2 separate regions of the Sus scrofa genome follow, and region 2 is linked to region 1. Evidence: chromatin contacts called from public Hi-C data. All regions are on one chromosome and are shown on one strand. The core of a region is the stretch at or near the end of the contact, and the rest is flanking DNA. Distances in the headings are between cores, read along the strand shown.

Evidence for each region. Hi-C and Micro-C count contacts between places; a contact is called where the count stands out from the background.
Region 2: a Hi-C map of retroperitoneal adipose tissue shows a contact between it and region 1, with 1.6 times the contacts expected there. The contact joins the promoter of ARHGAP23 here to the promoter of EPOP in region 1. A contact is called at or near these places in 1 of 5 promoter capture datasets (liver) and 11 of 47 Hi-C or Micro-C datasets (alveolar macrophages, embryonic fibroblasts, fetal liver and 7 more).

What each region holds. Positions count from the first base shown.
Region 1 is chr12:23,434,038-23,436,829 of Sscrofa11.1, forward strand. EPOP (elongin BC and Polycomb repressive complex 2-associated protein) reads left to right here and starts at 1,351. Exons shown (of 1, transcript XM_021067069.1): 1 at 1,351-2,792. The coding sequence starts at 1,365. The coding sequence ends at 2,504.
Region 2 is chr12:23,666,529-23,669,393 of Sscrofa11.1, forward strand. ARHGAP23 (rho GTPase-activating protein 23) reads right to left here and starts at 1,411. Exons shown (of 27, transcript XM_021067077.1): 1 at 1,287-1,411. The coding sequence starts at 1,349.

The sequences.
Region 1 (2,792 bases), core at 101-2,600:
CATACACCAGTAAGCTCTACAGAAACTAAAGAAGGATAAGGGGACAGAACAAGCTGAGGGGATGGGATCCTCCAGTTATCGGAATTTGTACTGGAATTCCCGTTCTCTTTGCTTTCCTCTTCCTGGGGGAGATAAGAAGAGAGTCTGTGTGTCCCTTCTGGTCTCCTCAACGTATTTTGGAATTTCAGGCCTCAGAAGGCAGAGTCTTGGGATCTGCCAGGGGGCTGCAGAGTCAGTCCCTCAGAATTTGCTCAAGGGGCCATTTAGAAACTAGAAATGGAAGACTATTTACTGTCTTCCGTGGGCGTTATAATTCTCCCTCTCTCCGAATTGATTCCTTTTTTTTTTTTTTTTCATCCTGCACACACTTACTGAATTCCTAACTCTTCATTCAACATTTCTTGAGCCCACTGTGTGCCAGGCACTGTTCTAGGCCACCGAAGCTGAGAGGTTAAGAACATTCTGCCCGCAGGAGTCCCTGCTGTGCAAAGCTTCCAAACCTCTTTTCTTCTTTTCTTTCAACTTTGTCTTTTTGAGATTCACCTATGTGGATTCACTTAGCCCCCTGCGAGTAGATATGAAGATTCCCATTTTACGGATGCGAAAACCATGACTGCTAAGGGAAAAAATGAAGTGCTTTGCAGTGACTGAACACCAGGACGCCACCGCGCCACGTGCAGCGGCGCGTTTCGCCCCCTGCGATCCCACCCGCGCACGCAGCCTCCTTTCCTCCCTCCCAGCCGCCGCCGCGCCGGGTCCACGTGTGTGTGTCTGTGTGAGGAATGGGGACGGGGGCGGTGCCGCTGGAGGGGTGGGGTCCGGGCCAACGTCACAGGCAGTGCCGCCCAATCAGCGGCGGGCTCGCGGCCCCGGCGCTGGTATTGGGGCAGCGAGGGGGCAGTTCTCTATAACGCGGTCTCCGGGAGCCAGCGGGGAAGAAAGAAGCCGAGCGGGCGGAAGGCGCCCTCCCCGCCGCCTGGGCCCGGGCACCGGGTGCCGGGCCCGGGGTCCTTCCCGCCTCCCGCGGCCGCCAGCCGCTTTGTTTCCCCAACCTCTGCGCTCCGGGCAACTCGAGAGGGGGCTCCCGCCCGGGCTGCGCAGGGATCGCGGCGGCAGGAAGGGCGGCCCACCGCGCCGGGACTCGCAGGGACCCAGGAGTCCGGCCGCCGGGAGGGCCGCGTGACAAGATCGAAGAGGGAGCCAGAGCTCCGCGGCCCAGGGGTACGGGCCGGGGGCGCCCGTGAGCAGAGACCTCCCCGTCGAGGGGGGGCGATGTTCCCCTCGCCCTTGGGCTCTTCGGGCAGCCAGGGCATCCCGCCGCTGGGACCAGGACCCCCGCAGTGGGCAACCCCCCGGGCGGTTCCATGGAGACTCTGTGCCCCGCTCCCCGCCTCGCAGTGCCGGCGTCCCCGCGAGGGTCGCCCTGCTCCCCCACACCCCGGAAGCCGCGTCGGGGGACCCAGGAGTTCTCTCCGCTGTGCCTGCGTGCCCTTGCCTTCTGCGCCCTTGCCAAACCCCGGGCGTCCTCTCTGGGCCTGGGGCCTGGGGAGCTGGCGCCGCGGGCCCCGGTGCTGCTGGGCCCTCGCGCCCCCCTGTGCACCGGCGGCTGGGCCCCGGATGGCCTGAAGCACCTCGCGGGACAGGCCGGGCGGTCCAGCGATCCCAATTCCCCGGCCCGCCAGGATGCCGACGCCGCAGTGTGCCGGGGCCGCAGCGAGGAGGAAGAGGGCGGAGGCAGTTTCCCGCACTTCGGCGCTCGCTCCGGTTTACCTCCCGGCCGCTGCCCGGCGCCCCGGCGCCCTCGGGAATCTCCGACCAGCTCCGCCTCAGCTCCGCCTAGGCCAGCCCCCGGTCTCGACTCCCAGCCTGGCTTCGCCGCCAGCCCGCATCAGGATCCCGGTTCCCGGCCTCCGCCGCCACCTGCGGGCCTCTCCTCTGAGCCGGCGGGGCCCCGGGCCGCGCCGGAGCCGCCCCTGCCGGGCCAAACGGCCGCAGTCGATGGAAACCCCCCGAAGGCCGCCCCCGAGGCACCGGCCGCCAGCCCCTCGACGGCCAGCGGAGCTGCGGCCGCGCCCGGCGATCTCCGCCAGGAACATTTCGATCGTCTGATCCGCCGGTCGAAACTTTGGTGTTACGCGAAGGGCTTCGCCCTCGACACTCCGAGTTTGCGCCGGGGGCCCGAGCGGCCGCCAGCCAAAGGGCCCGCCCGGGGAGCCGCCAAGAAACGCCGGCGGCCGGCGCCCCCCCAGCGCAGCGCGCAGCCCCGTCGCCCTGCGCCGACGCTCCCCACCACGAGCACCTTCAGCCTCCTCGATTGCTTCCCCTGTCCCCCGGCCTTGGTGGTGGGGGAGGACGGAGACTTAGGGCCCGCATCCTCGCTTCGCCTCCAGGGAGACTCTAAACCCCCGCCTGCCCACCCATTGTGGAGGTGGCAGATCGGGGGTCCCGCTGTGCCTGAGCCCCCCGGCCTCAAATTCTGGGGCATCAACTTGGAGCAACTCTGAGCGTGAGACCTCTTCTGCCTGCCAAGGGGGAAAAGTGGGGGCCACAGCCAAACTGCGCGCTCAAGGCTAGAGCCTCGTTTCTCACCTTCGCCTGTCCCCTTTAGGTTTTATGGGCTGTGGTCAGAGGGACCTCAGATGACAGTGATCTTCAAGCACCTAACTGGTCGAGGTGACACCCCCTCCCTCTCATCCTTTGGAGAGGACCAAGAGCTGGAGTCAGGAGAAGGCTTAACCGAGGAAAAACGCTTAATGACATAGATTCCAACCCCTCCTCTCTTCCACCTCCGA
Region 2 (2,865 bases), core at 161-2,660, 230 kb after region 1:
GCCCTCCACCCACAGTGGGGCCACAGGGTGGGGCTGGAGGTGGAGATCCGAGGAGATGAAGTATGTGTTGGTGTGTGTGTGTGTTGGTGTGTGTGTGTGTGTGTGTGTGTGTGTGTGTGTGGTGGGGGGACCCAAGGGATTCAAGGATAATGACCTCCACTTCCATCCCCTGTCCATCCTGAAATTCAAGTTTGTAATTAGGAAAGACTTTGGCTGAAAGGTGGAGGGAGAGTCGGAGGGAGAACGCTGCATACTTCCAGCTCCTGAGAAACACACCAGTCTGAGTTTGCAAAGCCCCAGACCCCACCTCCAACTCCGAGGGGAGGGTTGTGGAGGGATGTCCCTAAATCCCCCCGCCCTGTCAAAAGAGGAAGAGGCCTCAGTCCAGGCTTGATCCCAACCTGGACCCCAGGGACCTTCTCTCCTAAGCTCAGAAAACCACTGGGCTGTCGGTGTTCAACCCTTCCACTTGGAAAGGGGAAATCACTGTTGGGGTGCTCCAGCAGGCTCGGAGGTAGAGGGCTGGCCCCAGTGGGGCCCGGGGGCCCTTGCTGGCCCCTCCCAGCCTCAGCAGCTGGCAGATGAAAGAACCCAAGCAAAGCAGCCCAGCGCTGAGTAATACCCCTGGCACCCCGCGCCCAGACCCACCCACAGCCAGTCCGAGGGGGCAGAGGAGAGGGCAGCCGCGCCGGCAGGACCCGGGGGTCCCAGGCCTGCTTCTCTTCCCCAGGACCTAGGGGGCGGCGGGCCCGCTCCGGGCAGCTCGTTGTGAGGGTCGGGCCAGGCCTGGGGAGAGGGTGACGCAGGGAGGGGGTGTCCGGCCACAGTGGCCAAGGACATCCCGCTCCGGGAACCCCCTCCCCCACTCCCTCTCCCTCCAGCTGTGCCGGGGCCTCGCCAACGGAAAACGAAAACTCGGGCAGAGGAAACGGCGGCAGGCGCCCCGCCTGAAAAACCCGGACAAAAGGCGCGGGCCTCCCGCCCCCGCTGCCTGGCCACCCGGGGCCTGGCACCGCCGCTCCGGTCGGTGCCCCCAGCCCTGGCAGTCCCGTGCGCCATCTCGGCCCCCTGCCTACCTTCCTCCTTCCCGCGCCCCCTGCCCAGGGCAGCTCCGGCTCCGGCCCTCTCCCCGGCCACCAGAAGATGTTGCCGGCAGCCGTGCCCGCGGTGTCCGCGTTGAGCACCCCAGGCTGTGCCCTCCGAACGGGGGCGCCGCGACCCCAGCCCTGCTGTCAGCTCCCCGGCAGCGCCTGGATCCGCCCCCTCCCCTGGCTCAGTGCCCTCACCTGAGGGGGCCGGGGCTCCGGGCGGGGCGGGATCCCGACCAGGCAGAAGGCGACTCCATTCATCGGGCGGCAGCGGCGTCTCTGCGGCCAGGGCACTGCTAGGGGCGCCGGCCGGGACCCGGGAGGGGCGGGGCCGAGCGCAGAGGGGGTGGGGCGTCTCTTCGCCCCGCCCCCTGAGTTCCCGACGGGGCGCACCCTCTGCCTCTCGCCGGGGTAGCCGACTGGTACAAAGGGCTGAAGCTGGGACCCACGCTGGCAGGGGAGCTGGAAGGCGCAACACGGCCAACGGAAGAGAGGTGGTCTCGGGGTGACAGTTTGGGCCGGCCTCCAGGGGTCTGGCCTAGGTGGACGGTTATCCGAGCGGCCAAGGAAAGAGGACAAGGGCACAGAACCCAGAACTAGCACCAAGAGAGGGAGGAAGGAAGGGAAAGGGAGGCGGAGAGAAACACAGCCAGTCAGAAATGAACAGAGAGACACAGAAAGCATGAGAGAGGCAGACAAGACAGAGACAGGGTAGAGAATGGCAGAGGAAATCAGAGACGAAGATGAAGAGAAGGGACGTTGGAAGAATGGGAAAGAGAAAAGACTTAGGGAGCCTTCCATCCAGAGACTCACGGGGGTTGAGACAAGGACAGTGATGGTTATACCCACCGGGGAGGGAATGGGGCGGGGCGGGGGGGGGACCTTCAGGGGCTCCATGCCCCTCAACCTAGGACGCCCCTCCGAGGCAGTCTCAGCCCAGGATCCCATGCAGGCAGGGAAATGGGGGCTGTACTAGAGAAGCAGGTGATCCAGCCCTTCGGACCCCCAGTGTGGCTCAGGCCTCTAGACAGTCCACAGACCCCCTCTGCAATGGATGACATTCTGAGCAGAGACCCTCCAGCTTCCCTTCTCGGCTTCGCTCTGAGCTGGACCCGAAGACCCACCGGGGTCCTGAGTCAGATTCTCAGTTCCCTGCCCCCAAGCAAGAGCCCTGCAGCCCATCCCCTGATGGTCTGGGAAGGGACTGTCCCTCAGTCTTTAGTTTCTGCTGCCAAGTTCTTTTGCTCTCTAACTGACATCCTTACTACCTCCTATTTTCTATAGGGGGAAAGCCTATGCTTGCCTCTTTCCATGCCTTCTTGTCATTTTAAAGGTCTCCTGCATTCTTTCACCCAGATTGTGAAGAAGGGAAGGCAGAAGCCACAGATCAATAGGAATAGGATTAGGGGAAGGCAGGCAGTGAAAGTGAGAAGGCCACCTCTGCCTATTGGAATGGCCCCCCTCCTCTGGGGCAATGAGCCTCATAAAATCTATGTGCTTTACCACCCCCCTGACTGCTGAGAACAAATCAGCCCCAAGCCCTGGACCCCCTCACCCCATGACAATCAGGGACTTAGGCCCTGTAGGGGGCTGCTGTGGCCCAGACACCAGCTAGGCCATCCCTAGTCCTGTAAGCCTGAAGAAGATATTGACTTGTTTTTAAATCATACGTTTATTTTATTTTTACGGCTGCACCTGTGGCATATGGACGTTCCCAGGCTATGGGGAGATCAGAGCTGCAGCTGTCAGCCTATGCCACAGAGCGAATCCACATCCT